5 separate regions of the Mus musculus genome follow, and regions 1, 2, 4 and 5 are each linked to region 3. The links are chromatin contacts, called in public promoter capture Hi-C maps. All regions are on one chromosome and are shown on one strand. The core of a region is the stretch at or near the end of the contact, and the rest is flanking DNA. Distances in the headings are between cores, read along the strand shown. Region 1 holds the start of Sgk3 (serum/glucocorticoid regulated kinase 3). Region 2 holds the start of Arfgef1 (ADP-ribosylation factor guanine nucleotide-exchange factor 1(brefeldin A-inhibited)). Region 3 holds the start of Ppp1r42 (protein phosphatase 1, regulatory subunit 42). Region 4 overlaps Sgk3 (serum/glucocorticoid regulated kinase 3). Region 5 overlaps Sgk3 (serum/glucocorticoid regulated kinase 3).

Evidence for each region. Promoter capture Hi-C pulls out the DNA fragments that hold promoters and counts their contacts. Capture Hi-C pulls out chosen DNA fragments and counts their contacts.
Region 1: a promoter capture Hi-C map of adipose tissue shows a contact between it and region 3. The contact joins the promoter of Sgk3 here to the promoter of Ppp1r42 in region 3. A contact is called at or near these places in 21 of 39 promoter capture datasets (the 3T3-L1 cell line, 3T3-L1-derived adipocytes, the C10 cell line and 14 more), 1 of 15 datasets of contacts at CTCF or cohesin (large pre-B cells), 11 of 484 Hi-C or Micro-C datasets (the AML12 cell line, the BV-2 cell line, the MNK3 cell line and 7 more), 12 of 115 datasets of contacts at active chromatin or transcription factors (acute myeloid leukemia, astrocytes, bone marrow-derived macrophages and 8 more) and 5 of 9 other capture datasets (adipose tissue, embryonic stem cells, liver and 2 more).
Region 2: a contact with region 3 is called in a promoter capture Hi-C map of pancreatic islet. The contact joins the promoter of Arfgef1 here to the promoter of Ppp1r42 in region 3. A contact is called at or near these places in 2 of 39 promoter capture datasets (pre-B cells and stem cell-derived epiblast-like cells) and 2 of 9 other capture datasets (liver and pancreatic islet).
Region 4: a contact with region 3 is called in a promoter capture Hi-C map of hematopoietic stem and progenitor cells. The contact joins the enhancer-like site here to the promoter of Ppp1r42 in region 3. A contact is called at or near these places in 4 of 39 promoter capture datasets (the C10 cell line, hematopoietic stem and progenitor cells and liver), 6 of 484 Hi-C or Micro-C datasets (the AML12 cell line, bone marrow-derived DN2 thymocytes, bone marrow-derived dendritic cells and 2 more), 1 of 115 datasets of contacts at active chromatin or transcription factors (embryonic stem cells) and 3 of 9 other capture datasets (adipose tissue, liver and pancreatic islet).
Region 5: a promoter capture Hi-C map of hematopoietic stem and progenitor cells shows a contact between it and region 3. The contact joins the enhancer-like site here to the promoter of Ppp1r42 in region 3. A contact is called at or near these places in 7 of 39 promoter capture datasets (the C10 cell line, cranial neural crest, hematopoietic stem and progenitor cells and 4 more), 2 of 15 datasets of contacts at CTCF or cohesin (large pre-B cells and pro-B cells), 4 of 115 datasets of contacts at active chromatin or transcription factors (the 230-238 cell line, bone marrow-derived macrophages and embryonic stem cells) and 5 of 9 other capture datasets (adipose tissue, embryonic stem cells, liver and 2 more).

What each region holds. Positions count from the first base shown.
Region 1 is chr1:9,796,831-9,799,530 of GRCm38.p6, reverse strand. Sgk3 (serum/glucocorticoid regulated kinase 3) reads right to left here and starts at 1,401. Exons shown (of 18, transcript NM_133220.2): 1 at 1,285-1,401.
Region 2 is chr1:10,231,389-10,234,110 of GRCm38.p6, reverse strand. It overlaps Arfgef1 (ADP-ribosylation factor guanine nucleotide-exchange factor 1(brefeldin A-inhibited)), which reads left to right and starts at 1,441. Exons shown (of 38, transcript NM_001102430.1): 1 at 1,441-1,740. The coding sequence starts at 1,617.
Region 3 is chr1:10,007,626-10,010,390 of GRCm38.p6, reverse strand. It overlaps Ppp1r42 (protein phosphatase 1, regulatory subunit 42), which reads left to right and starts at 1,255. Exons shown (of 9, transcript NM_145692.2): 1 at 1,255-1,319. LOC115487608 (a small nuclear RNA gene) reads left to right here and starts at 474; the gene lies at 474-577.
Region 4 is chr1:9,875,584-9,878,283 of GRCm38.p6, reverse strand. It overlaps Sgk3 (serum/glucocorticoid regulated kinase 3), which reads right to left. Exons shown (of 18, transcript NM_133220.2): 7 at 1,031-1,118. Among named protein-coding and RNA genes, the nearest start is that of Mcmdc2, 32 kb to the left of the region's middle. Within about 2 kb of position 1,308, at least 66 of the 459 cell types and tissues checked have an H3K27ac peak or open chromatin away from gene starts, as enhancers often do. A contact at or near this core is called in adipose tissue, bone marrow-derived dendritic cells and hematopoietic stem and progenitor cells, where this site is marked.
Region 5 is chr1:9,824,749-9,827,448 of GRCm38.p6, reverse strand. It overlaps Sgk3 (serum/glucocorticoid regulated kinase 3), which reads right to left. Exons shown (of 18, transcript NM_133220.2): 2 at 330-436. Among named protein-coding and RNA genes, the nearest start is that of Sgk3, 28 kb to the right of the region's middle. Within about 2 kb of position 1,403, at least 23 of the 459 cell types and tissues checked have an H3K27ac peak or open chromatin away from gene starts, as enhancers often do. A contact at or near this core is called in bone marrow-derived macrophages and hematopoietic stem and progenitor cells, where this site is marked.

The sequences.
Region 1 (2,700 bases), core at 152-2,651, 210 kb after region 3:
CCGCAAAAAAAAAAATTACCAAACTGTTAATGGTAATGTCTACAAACAAAAAGGGTTCTGTTTCACAGTTCAAGTTTAATCTGATGCTCCCATCTGAGCCACGTCATATAAATTGTCAAACATATTGAAAACAAAGCTCCCTATAAAAACAAAACTAGGTTCAGTCCAGTGGCAGTGTAAAGAAAGGGAACTTCTGATGTCTGAGTTGTCAGACTTGGAATCAGAGAGTCCACCTTTCTGAAGTTACATGGGATCTGGCCTGAGACCTGCCAGCAACAGGTCCCATCTCTCCACGCCTGAATCCTACGGGGAATGAAGGGTAAGAACTTGCCTTAAGGGAGTGGTAGCCTAAGGGGGCAGAAGGCACACCCATTCCTAAAATATGTCTGAAACTTCCTCTAATGTTTCCAGCTCTTTCTATAACATTGGGGAACTAGAGTATGCATGGCCTCTTCGTGGCTACAACCACAAATAACTTATCATTTTGAGTTAAGAATTTGAGGTAATATTTATAAAGCACTTAGGAAACAGAGCAGTTCATAGTATGAGCTGTGTTTGCTAAATAAAGCAGGCACTTTCCAGGCCTGTTAGGTAAACAATCTAGTGAGAAGGGCAAGACTCTACCCAAGAGGCGTTTTTGGGGTTTTGTTGTTTTGTTTTCCTCTCTCTTTCTCTCTCTCTCTCTCTCTCTCTCTCCCCCTCTCTCTCTCTCTCTTTCTTCTTCTGTGTTTATTCTCGAATCCTAAGTGCATCCAGCATAGTCTCTGCCTGCAGAACTGCAGTTCAACCAGGCATTCGGTGCAACATTAAGTCAAAGACCTTTGTTTCAAGAGGCGAATCCCTTCTCTTTTCTACCGGTCCAAAGAACCATCCCTAAGCGCGCCCTAGAACCGAAAACCTCAGCGCGCTTTAAGGCGGCATTCGTCGGTGCTTGAACCGTGAGAATCGACCGAGCGAAAACAGACCGAAGGGTTCGAGTCTGAGAACTTGAAAAAGAGTGGCGACGCGATCTAGCCCTGCCGACCACTTCACACCGTCGCCCCGGCGGGTCCGCGCAGAACCCCATCCCGCGTCAGGTGGGCTCCCGGGTCCTCGCCACCCGCTGCCCCGCTCGGGGGGCCGGGCGAGCCGCCCGCGCTCCCCCGCGCGAGGGAGCCCCACGCCACGGCGCTGAGCTCTCCCGGAGCACACAAAGACCGCGCCGGGCCGCGGCGGGACCCCGGCGCCCGAGAGAGCCCGGCCGGGACCCCGGCACGCAGACCGGCGCACCCGCCCCGCACCTACCCGGCTGTGCGGCGTCCGGGCGCCCGGGCGCGGAGCCCAGAGCGCTGGCAGTTTCTTCTTCCCGGCGGCGCGGCCGGGCGCCGGCGTTTCCTCCCTGACGCGTCACGGCGGCTCCTCCCGCGAAGCGCCGGGCGGCGGGCGGGCGGGCGGGCGGCGCGAGGGGACGGCGGGGTCGGCCGGGACCCGCGCGGATGGCGGGACCGCTCGGCTACCCGCGCTCGCCCGTCACGCGGGGTGCAAAGTTCAGGAGGAGACGCCGCCGGACTCCTGCGCTCAGCTGACGGGATGCGCGAGGTCCGCGGCGAGGGTGACCTTGGCCCACTCGGGAGCCCGGGCGGCAGAGCGGACCCGGGCGGTGGCAGAGGGCTGGGGGCTGCGGCTTCCTGCAAGCTGGACGCTGCAGAAGCCAAATAAGTATTCGGACGATCTGGAGAGCCCACTGTGCTTCCTTTAGCTTTTTCTGGGCAGTTTTCTACACTTTTTCCCACGTCAGCAGATTGATTTTTTTTTTTTTTTTTGACCAGTGTTTATGGATGAGCGAGGGCTCTCACAAATTGGCAGATAGATGCTATGTACAGATAATATGCGTTTCTCTTGATCATTTTAGATCTATGGATTATTTTTGTTTGTTATTTTTAAACTACCCAACACACTCTACTGCTGGTGCTTGTCCATTTAACTACAGAAGCTGCGTTTTTAAAAACCCGTTCTGTGAATGGGGAACTAAGAATTACACGATTCAATGGTTGTGGAGTAGAGTTAAAATTTTGAACTAGAGAGCCACACCACCACTGTAGTTTAGGTTTTATCTGATACCACGTGAAAGTAGACCCACACAACTGTTTAAAGGATTTCTGTCTGCATGGCATGCTTCATATTTTACATTAATCTACCCTTTGAATCATATGGTTCCAGAAAATTTGCCACAAATCTATGAACAAATAGAGGAACTGAGATGAATGAGTGAGTTCCGTAAATTCAAAGAACTCTTTATATTTTAGAACGATACTCAGAAGATTTAGCCTCATGAATAAATGTAAGAAAAGTTATTTGTACTATCCATGCTGCAATATGGCCTTGTCCTTAAAATAGGTTGTGAACCCAAATTCTTTTATACTGTGAAACCTATTATTCTCACAGGACTTTCTTAACAGCGATTCTCCATGGCTTTGGGAAATGGACAAGAAAATACAGTTCATAGAGCCCAACATATTGCAGCAGTCATTTATATGTTCCACTATGATCTGCTTACAAAGCAATACACACAATAAAGCACACATCTTCTCTGTGACAAAAAAACAAGTGATCAGTGTATCTGCTAATTAAAGCCATATTCATAATACTGAAGAAATGCTCTTGGACAAAAGGAAATTTTATGTCAATAAACACTAAGGGAATGACATCATTCTCGATTAA
Region 2 (2,722 bases), core at 192-2,691, 220 kb before region 3:
TTAAGATGAAGGTAATGGATTTGTAGATTTCTCAGGACAACCACATTTTGATGTATCTGTCCATTTTAATTGTATGTCACCTTCAGATTTCCCATTTTTATTTCCTTTGGCTTTTCATACGTCTCAAGTCTTGTCACTTTGCAGCGTTCACACCTTTGGATTCTGATTGCTGCATTAATATAAATCCACAGCTAACACACTCTAAGGAAAAGAAAGCAAAAGCTGTATCCTAACCGGGATCCCATGTTGCTGGAGACACGCAATAGCATGGAACCCCCTGTAAACCGGCTGCATTTATTTCATGGGATTCTTAACGTTTTCTCTCAGAAGCAATGCGGAAATTTGAGTTCTGTGGCATTAAAGCAGGCACAGTATGGTCAGGAGTATCTGTTCTTAAAGCTTTTCCATTCTGAAAACTCCGGATTAAAGGTAGAGAACGGGAGGGCTCTGTGCGGTACCTGAGTCAGAAGCACTCACCTTAACTTCAGTGTCAATCAGAAAAGGGCATGAAACCTAGGGTTTACTGATTTACCCTATTGAGAGATTTAAAAAGTGAAAATATTCCTGAATCTTCGCCCAGTGGTTTTTAGCTTACGTTTTGCAAAAGAGATCCATCTTGAAGTAATTGAAAGTATCGGTCAAGGATAGCAATTTCCTACACCTGAGAAGGAAATTTAGACCCCGTGTGGCAGGCGGAAACCAGGTGCGCCTGAGGGAGCGACGCGGGTGTTCCTGTGGCCCTAGGACCGCGAGGAACTTTGCTCCCCGGCGACCGGCTGTCCAGAAAGTTGGGGAAGCCCGTGCACGGTAGGCAGGGGTCCTGTCGTCCCGGCCTTGGGAGCGCCCCTGTGCTCCGATCACGCATCCCAGTAGCCCGCAAGAGCAGAAGCCCCGCGCCACGCCGTGCCGCGCAGCAGGACGCCCGCCACGCCCCACGCTGCCCTGCAGGCGAACGCGGGAGGCGGCGAGTCCCCGCCGGGCCGCCGTAGAGTTGCAGCTCCGGCCGCTCCTCCCGCGCCGCCCTCCGCCCCTTGCCTCTCGGCGCCGCGGCAGCTCTGGGCTGGCGCTGGCACCGCCGCCGCCGCCGCTTCCTCTCCGCAGCCGTTCGGCCGCTGCGTGACGCGTCGTTTCCTCTCAACATGGCGTCCGGGGCAGGTCGGCGGTGATGGAGGCCAGTCGGCGGCTGCGGCGGATGCTGGTCCCCACGGTAGCTAGGGCAGCCTCGCGCCTGCTGGCAGTGTGAGGCGCCGCCACCTAGGCCCTCGGCCCCGGGAAGACGGCCGCCCGGGCCGAGTGCCGCCGCCGCCGGGCCGTAGGGACGAGTGAGGCGGGCGGCCGGGAAGCGACCCCCGGGCCGACGGCGCCGAGGCCGGACGGGCGCGGCCCTCGAACGGCGGCCCCTCGAGCGTGGCGAGGCTTTCGACGCCCTTGGCGGCCCCGCGGCCGCTCCGCGTCGCCGGCCGCTTCCTGGTGCCGCCGCTGCCCTCCACGCCTCCTCGCCCCCACCGCCACCTCCTCGCCTTTCTCCCTCCCCGTCCTCATCCCGGTCCCCGTCCCCCTCCTCCGCCTTCCCTCCAGCCGCCGGGACCGCCGCCGCCGCCGCCTCCTCCGCGTCCATGTATGAGGGCAAGAAGACGAAGAACATGTTCCTGACCCGGGCCCTGGAGAAGATTCTGGCCGACAAGGAAGTGAAGAAGGCGCATCACTCCCAGCTGCGCAAAGCGTGCGAGGTGGCCCTAGGTGAGCCCGGAGGAGGCCGCGGCGCGGGGTGCCGGCCGCGAGAGGTGGGCGGCGTGGCGGGCGGCTCGTCCGGGGAGCCCTGCTGGCCGCCCGACTGGAGTTGACAGCAACTCGGCTGGACGCGGGGCACCGGCTGAGTGGAGGAGGATAGGCGGCCAGCCGGGGCCCCTGGAACTCGAGATGGTTACGGATCGCGAGGCACCTGGCTTCGAGTGGTCCACAGGACGGGATGGGGGGAGGGTTGTTGGTGGCCCCTGCGGTGCGGACAGAATGTCATCCTTTGTGATGGAGCAGAAGATGAGCTGTTGTTTATTAGCTTAGAAATTGAGGTGGGGCCGATCTGACGAGACTGAGCGTGGGGGAGGGTTCCGTATTGCAATTACAATAACTTTATGATTTGGCGTGGTACTTTGGGAAGAAAGGTTGAAGTTGTTCCCTCGTTGACAGTCTCGAGAAAGGGGGTTGCAAAAGGTGCCTCGAGTTTGCCATCTCTCTGCCCCAGCTACAGGAAAAAAGAGTAGTAATGTAACCTACTGGGCTGACCTGGAAGAACAAGACTAGAGGTTAAGGGGGTGGCGGTGGCCGTGTCTGTGTGGAAATGTGGAAGGAAAGAACCTTTAGATAAATTGACTTTAGGTAACACAGAAAGGGGTGTGTGTGAAATGAGAGAAAAGAGAAAGACAATGACACCCACCAGCCACATGTCTGGACAGTGGCAGCTGTTCTCAAGCTTCAGTTGTGATTTATAGTTCAGACAGAAGAGGTCTAGTGTAATGAAGCCACAGCAGGGCAAATCCCAAACAATACCTATAAAACCATTGTAGGCAGATAACGATTTGTTTGCGGTAGGTTTGGTAGGTCTAGTGCATCCATCAATAAGAGAATTGTTAAGGGAGAAGCCAGAACATTTAACACAGATAAATTTGTGATGCTTACCCTTTTGTTTATAGCCCTGGACCAGAGCAGCTCAACTTTGCAAGAA
Region 3 (2,765 bases), core at 6-2,505:
TTTGTTTTTAAATGGATTTTCAAGTTGAGGTTCAGCCCTGGCTGTTTATAGACTCACAAAGATCCACCTGCCTCTGCCTCCATAGCGCTGAGATTAAAGGTATGCACTATATCCCGAGAGTCCTTTTCACTGTGAATGATGGTTTCTTGTACTAAGTGTTGTCCTTCTTATCTTTCATTCCTGTTATTTATTTTACAAACATTTGTCAAGCAAGTACTGGTATACACCGCATTAGGTATACACAGCATTTGCCTACCCACTGACAATGGTGAGAGAAAAGAATGCTGTCCTCAGTTCTTTTCTTTCTTTCGCTCTTTCTTTCTTTTTCTTTTACAAAGGCAGATCCTTGTTATGCTAAAGAACTTCATATTAGTTGTTGAGGAAAACAGAAACTAACAAAATGCAACAGTAAGGCTTTCTGAAAGTTTACCCTGATCTAAGCTGAGATAAAGAGGGAATAAAACGTAAGAGGGGTGATCACTTCGGCAGCATATGTACTAAAAGTGGAACAATACAGAGATTTGCACGGCCTCTGCACAAATATGACACACAAATTTGTGAAACATTCCATATTTTTGTGACTGGGAGCGTGCGGGGCAGGTGGTGGTGGCGGCGGCGGTGATGGTGAGTGGGATGAATAAACTAAAAACAAACAAACAAACAAAAAACAGATGGCAGTGGCTCGTGCCTTTCATCCTAACAGAGGTAGTGGATTGATGTCAGAGTTCGAGGTCAGCCCAAGTTCCAGGACAGACAGAGCTACACAGAAAAACCCTGTCTCAAAAGACAACAAAAACAAAAACAAAACAAAAGAGGAAAGAAAACGTGCTATTGATACCCCAAAAGCTGGAGAATGGAACAGAGCATATCGGAACCCGAGAATCCTGAATAAGACAGGAAGCGGCAAGCTGCGAGGAGTGCCGTGACTATCAACCCAAGTTTGGGTTTTATCCTAGCAATGAATGTGGAGTTCTGGCTGTACCTACAGGCTATTCCTTTGGGTCTATACAGGGGCAGGTGTGGTTACCGGACACTAAAATAATCAAAGGTGATGGAGAGGGAAACGATAGCCTGCAAATCTTATTCTGCCCAAACTAACTGGTCTTTTTCGGGACCACCAGTGCACAACACCAACTCTCTGGCGTCCCTGTCACAAAGAGCCAGACTCAAGGCGGGCCCTGCGGGCTTCCCTGACGTCACGAGACTTAATCTGCCTGGGCGTTTGGAGCATTTGGTCGCCTGGCAACCGCCGCTGGCTTTGGAGGAGCCTGGCACAAGGACACTGACCAAACCAGTTACAGACCCGACTGGACAGAGCGGTGAGAAGCCCCCCGAAAAGCCTAGCCAGGAATGTTCGTGCACGCAGACTCTTAATACCGGTTAAAGTGCAGGTCCCTGAGCCCTGTCCCTAAACAGCTAGAATAGCAGACACACTTTAGAAGACTAGTTCGGACCAGCAGGCAAGGCTGGAAGCTCTCTAGAAGCCGGAGGGTGGAGGGGGCGAGGGAGCGGGGCCCAGGCTTTGAAAAGTCTGGAGGGCTGAAGCCCCACTTAGAGAATCTGGAAGCCACTGAGCTAAGGCCTAAGAAGAAATGTAGGTAGAAACCAAACTCTGAAACTGTCTGTCCTACCCAGTCTGCAAGGAGCCTAGAGGTGATAATCAGCAGAGGACCCATTCCCAGAGCCTTTCCCTCTGGTTTCTGGGAAGATGAGTCCCAGCAGTTGTATCCAATAGGAGATATTATGGAAAATGACTTCTCTTCTGAGAAAATCAAGGACACTCCTACAAGTGTTGACCTTATTGCTTTTATTATAATGTTCTAAAATGTACACAAGTTCAACTAAGTGCAGTTTAAGCCCTCTGGGGCTTATTATTTCTCTAAAACAATGAAACTACACTACAGTAAAGTTAGAGTTGGTGCTTTCTTGATGAAAAGAATGGTGGTGTTTTGACAAAACAATTTTCATGAACTCCCAAGCAGTTTATTATTTAATATTTTATGTTGTGGGTTATGGTGAGTCTCTCCCTTTCCACATTCAAACCCCTGGGTATTTTTCCTATAGCTTACTGATTACATTCCTTGGCCTTCTCTTGATTTAAAAATATTTTCAGCTTGTCTCTTCTTTTCCAAAAAGTCTCATGTAGCCCAAAATACCCTAATACTCACTTGTAGCCAAAGCTGCCCTTGAACTTCCTTCTTCTACCTCCTAAATTCTGGGGTTATATGAGTGCCACCAGCTCAGCTGCCTCCTTTCTTTACAGAGGCACCAGTTTTTATACAGAATTCATCTGTGGTGAAATAATTAAAAATATACTACTCTCTTGCCGGGCGGTGGTGGCGCACGCCTTTAATCCCAGCACTCGGGAGGCAGAGGCAGGCGGATTTCTGAGTTCGAGGTCAGCCTGGTCTACAAAATGAGTTCCAGGACAGCCAGGGCTATACAAAGAAACCCTGTCTCAAAACAACAACAAAAAAACCACTCTCAAATATGCTGCTCTGGCACATTGACTATTTTAAGTTAAAGACACTTGAAATCACAGCAGGTTGCCTGCCCACTGTTCTGCCTACCTGCCTGTCTGCTGACTGCTTCCCTTGTTAAAAGCCCTTTCCTATTCAAGGAAAACAAAAAACGTTTTCACTGTTAAAAACAAATGAAACAAGAAAATAGCAAAGACAAGTCCAGGGCTGGGAAAAGATCAATGACAATCAATGACAGAATTTATTATCTAATAGGAATATGCATAAGTTCTAAAACTTAAGTAT
Region 4 (2,700 bases), core at 59-2,558, 130 kb after region 3:
CAACTGGAAACTCCCTAAGTTGAATCTAGCGGTCCTGTCATAGACAGCATCTGTTTCCTCTTGGGTTACAAAGGATTAAAGCAGGGCCTCTGGGCAAGTATTCTGCCCCTGAGCTTCAAACCCACCCCACAGTAGACACTTTCTCAAAAGCCAACTATAAGTGAAATTCGCTTCCCACAAATCCACTTTGAAGTTCTTTATATATTCAAGAAAATAAATAACTTATGTATATGTGGCACACACACCTCTACAGCAATATAATCACATTCCATGTAAGATTACCATATTTTTACTGAAATCTACTTCAGACTTATAATTTCCAGGTGACACAGTACTACTGTAGTTCTAATTATTACATATAATACCCTGATTTACATTTTTATTTTTTCTTTCTTACATGACCCAAAAGTGAATATTAAAAGTAACTTCCAAAAATAAGCTTATTCTACTTAATTTCAATATTAAGAACAACCTGCATTATGCTTTTTACTTCAAAGTACAAGTTCTATGTATTTTATACATAGAGACAGTGATCAGGGCTCAGTAGTTAAAGCACTTGGCACACAAGCAAGAGGACCAGTTTGGATCCACAGAACCCACATAAATGCCAGGTAGGCACGGCAGCTGGCCTGTAATTCCAGCCTCAAGGGTGGGGACAGGACTCCCCAAAGCAAGCTAGCTGCCTGGCAAGACCAGCCATGTTGGTGGGGTATATGTTTGACTATCAGGTCCTGCTTCATTGAGTAAAATGTGCCAATATCAACCTCAGACCTCCATTCACATGTTCTTCCACATGTATGTCCACATGTATGCACCATACAACAGCACACACAATGCACATGGAAAGAAAAAGGAGGGGTGAGTAGTAGTGTGTAAATGGTGTCATTGTTTTTAGGTATGATACAGTGTAGACAACCTAGTGCAGACACGATCCCTTGTTTCTGCATTAATGCTGCTCTGAAGTAAGACCACATGTCTGAGTTAAACACATCACTGAGGCTGTGAGTGTCAAGCACGGCGCCCCTGCTACCTTCGAAGTACTTCTTTCATCCTCATCTTCAGATGGATCTGACTGATGTCTTGGGCTGTCCATTTGAAGGAATGCTCGGACATCTGGACTGAAAGCAAAGATTAATTTATTACTCTGACAGCATATTAACAGCTTGTGTCCCCTTAAAAAGGAACAGAAACAGAAACCACCATATTAGCATTTGCAGCAGGAAAACTACAAAGTATATTATTCACTATTGTAATAGGAATGAAGAAGCTCTGCTTTTAAAAAGAGGAAACCCAACAGAGGAGCAGGCAGAGTTATAAACAGATGGTTCACACTAGGGGAAATCCAAAATGGAAACTGAAACAGATTCACTTCACATCCATTAACAGCAAAGTCAGATGGAGAAAAGGATGCCCAGAGCAGGAAGGGTCACACTCATGTGCTACTGCTGGAGAATGTGCCTCTCCTGAAAAGCAGGCTGGCTTGGAGAAACCAGGAATACATTTTCCTCAGATGTAGACACTGCCTTTGTAAGTTTCAGCCATGGGGGACACCTTGGGTTTAGAACCATGGCTTCATTAGGACTCGCAAGACACACTTAAACATTTTAAAGTTTTATTATTTGCACATGTGGAGGGAGTGTGCGCCTATGGTGCAGGGATGAAAGCCAGAAGCCTTCTACCTTTCTGTGCGTTCTGAGGATAGAGTTCAGGCGGCCTTGCTTGGCAAACTCCTTCATCCATGGAATCATCTAGCAAGCCTCCCCCCGCCCCCAAAACCAAAACCACTTAATTTGGGGCCAGGCATTCTGTTTAATCCCAGCACACAGGAAACAGAGGCAGGTAGATCTGAGCTGAAGGTCAGTCTGGTCTACAGAGTGAGTTCCAGAACTGCCAGAGATACACTGAGAAACCCTGTCTCAAAACCAAAACAGAACAGAACAAAAATTATTTACTCTGGATAATAAACCATGTTAACATTTTAGCTATACTCTGATTACTTCTAGAAATGCTATACCAAGTTTTACTCTCCTAGTTTTTATGAACATCTAAAGATTCTCTGGGTTGTGGGATGCTTGCTTAACTCCAAGGCATAGCCATGTGACTTTCCAAGGTGGTTGTAGCAGTTTGTATTTCCAGGATCAATACAGGAAATGACATTGCTCATCTGGCCACCACTTTGTATGCTTAGTCTCAGTTTTAGCCATTCTGATGAGCAAGTGGTAATACCTTGTTCTGACGTTAATTAATGATAATGTTGGTCACGTTAGTACATAGTAGCAGTGAAATTATGTCCCTTGTTAGCTTTTAACACTAACCACAGCTAGATAGCTTTAGGACTTAAGTCACCCTGCTGGCAAAGCACACACTGGCATAGGCTGGGTCCCTGGCAATCAGCCGTAACAGGTACATTTTATGTCAAAGTTATTTTGTTTTTTAACTCAGACCAAGAAATTTTCCGTGAAGTCTGTAAATGTAGCTCCCTGAGGCACACCAATAGTTTGATGTTCAAATGGAAAGCACGAAGACTGAATTTCTATTAACGCAAAATGTCCATTAGTAGATGTATTAGTCAGGGTTCCCTAGAGTCACAGAACTTATGGATAGTCTCTAGATAGTAATTTATTGATGACTTACAGTCGGCAGCCCAATTCCCAACAATGATTCAGTCGCAGCTGTGAATGGAAGTCCAAGGATCTAGCA
Region 5 (2,700 bases), core at 154-2,653, 180 kb after region 3:
GTCATGGGCTGGAGAGATAGCTCGCTGGCTGCTCTTCCAGAGAGTCCAGGTTCAATTCCCAGCACCTTCATGGCAGCTCACAACCATCTGTAACTCCAGTTTCAGAGGATCTGATGCCTACTTCTGGCCTCTGTAGACACCAGTCATGCATGTGGTGCACAGAAATATATGTAGTCAAAACACCCGTACACTTACAATAATAATTAATAATAATTTTTTTAAAGTAACATAGCGTATTACACAAAGGCATACGGCAGTGTTATCTGAAACAGGAAGTTGATGGTAGGCAGGAAAGGTACAGGGTAGAGGTGAAATCTAGAGTAACTCACCCCTTCCACTCTCCTGCCGGTGAAGAACAGTGTTCCAGGACTGGCAACAAAGCTCACTGGCACAGTGCTTATTCACTCCTGTGAAGCCCTGAATTCAGTCTCCAGCACTGGGAAAAAGAAAGAGAAATTTCTACTGACAACCATGCTGGTGGTAGGCACCTGTAAATTCCAGAAGTTGAGAGATGGAGGTAGGAAGGTTATAAATCACAGGCCAACCTGGGCTAAGTAGAAAGAGCCTTTCTCAAAATATAATATAAAAGACTGGGCATGGTGTTATATGCCTTTAATTGCAGCAGGCAGATCTCAGCAAGTTTGAGGCCAGTCTAGTCTACAGAGCGACACAGTCAAACTCTGTCTTAAGAATCAAAGCTTAAGCCCGGCAGTGATGGAGCACGCCTTTGATCCCAGCACTTGGGAGGCAGAGGCAGGCGGATTTCTGAGTTCAAGGCCAGCCTGGTCTACAAAGCGAGTTCCAGGACAGCCAGGGCTATACAGAGAAACCCTGTCTCGAAAAAAAAAAAAAAAAAAAAAAAGCCAGACCACTAGCAATAAATGAAATAAACAAACTAGAATAAAGATGGGAGACAATGTAGGGCTGCAGATGGCTCAGCAATGAACGCACTTACTGCCTTTTAGAGGGACTTGGGTGCCACTTCCAATACCCACATGGTGGCTTACAACCATCCTTAACTACAGTCGCAATGGATCTGGCACCCTCTTCTGACCTCTGTGGGCACCAGGAATACCCATGGTGCACATGTACACACAAGCAAATGCTCACACACGAAAATAAAATCAACAAATCCATTTTTTTATCTTAAAAGCTTTATTTACAGTTGAATGTATTTTTTAAAAGAGGCTAGGTAAGCCTTGAAATTTCTTTGAATATGTTTTTGAGTTTACTAGCTACATGGAAGTGCAATCCATTTGTCTGTGCAGATCCAGTTCCACATAAGGAAAAATGAGTTTTTCTCTAATCAATTCCCAAATGATTCGTGCCGTTCATCAACCACAGAACAACCATGGGTTTTCTGGGACACTTCCACTTCAATAAGTCTCTACTATGACTCAACTTCCGGTTACCACAAGGCCTCTCAATTTTGCTGAATCAAACAGCTACAGGTTCCAGTTCATCTCCTGTGCACACATGCTCGAACCCCCACCCAATCCATTCCACCCAATCCATTCCACCCAATCCATTCCACCCAATCCATTCCCAGCTCACACCCCCACCCAATCCATTCCACCCAATCCATTCCCAGCTCACACCCCCACCCAATCCATTCCACCCAATCCATTCCCAGCTCACATCCCCACCCAATCCATTCTCAGCCTCAGCCAATCCCACTTCCCCCTGATGACTAGGGGCCTAAAACATAAATAAGAAACAATGCTAGAAGACAAAGAGTTGTTTGTGTGTACAAGTGCACTAGTGTGTGTGTGTGTGTGTGTGTGTGTGTGTGTTGGGGTAGTGTTTCTCAGGTTTTTAAGACCTGGTGGTCAATCAAGTCCTGGGCCTTGAGGAGCAGGCTAGGCTGGTGGCCAGGAAGCCCCAGGATTTGCCAGCTTTTGCTTCCCCAGTGCTAGGATTACAAGGTGTAGCACGTGGCCCCACTTTTTTACCTTGAGCAAGGGATCTGAACTCAGGTCTCCACAAGCAGTGAACACTTTACTATTTAATTCATGGTCCCTAAAAGTTTTTATCTTTTTTTTTTTTCTTTCCAAGACAGGGTGTCTCTGTATAGCCCTTGGCTGTCCTGGAACTCACTCTGTAGACTAGGCTGGCCTCGAACTCAGAAATCCGCCTGCCTCTGCCTCTCGAGTGCTGGGATTAAAGGCGTGGGCCACCCCGCCCGGCTAGTTTTTATCTTAAGAATTAGAAAAGCTTGGCTTGCTTAAGTAGCACATGTACAAAAATTGAACTCACACAGTGAGGATTAGCATGGTCCTGCACAACCATACAGACTCACAAAATGTATGCCTGTAATCCGAGCACTCGGGAGGCAGGCAGGTCTCTGTAAATTTAAGACCAGCCTGGTCTACAGGGTGAGTTCCAGGACACCAGAACTAAAAGTGAGAAACTCTATCTTGAGAAACAAAAGGAAGGAAGGAAGGAAGGAAGGAAGGAAGGAAGGAAGGAAGGAAGGAAGGAAGGAAGGAGACAGACAGACAAATAGAAATAAAAGATGCATTCATGAAACAAGAACAGGAGAATTCTACCAATGGAATAATAAAGAAGTACAGAGAACAGCAACTCTTAGAAATGAATGGTGGAATTGTAGAAGGTAAATTGAAGAACTCTTGCAGGAAACAGAACAAAAATGCCAAGAGACGACAGCCAGGGAGAAAAGCACAGTAAAGAAACTTACAG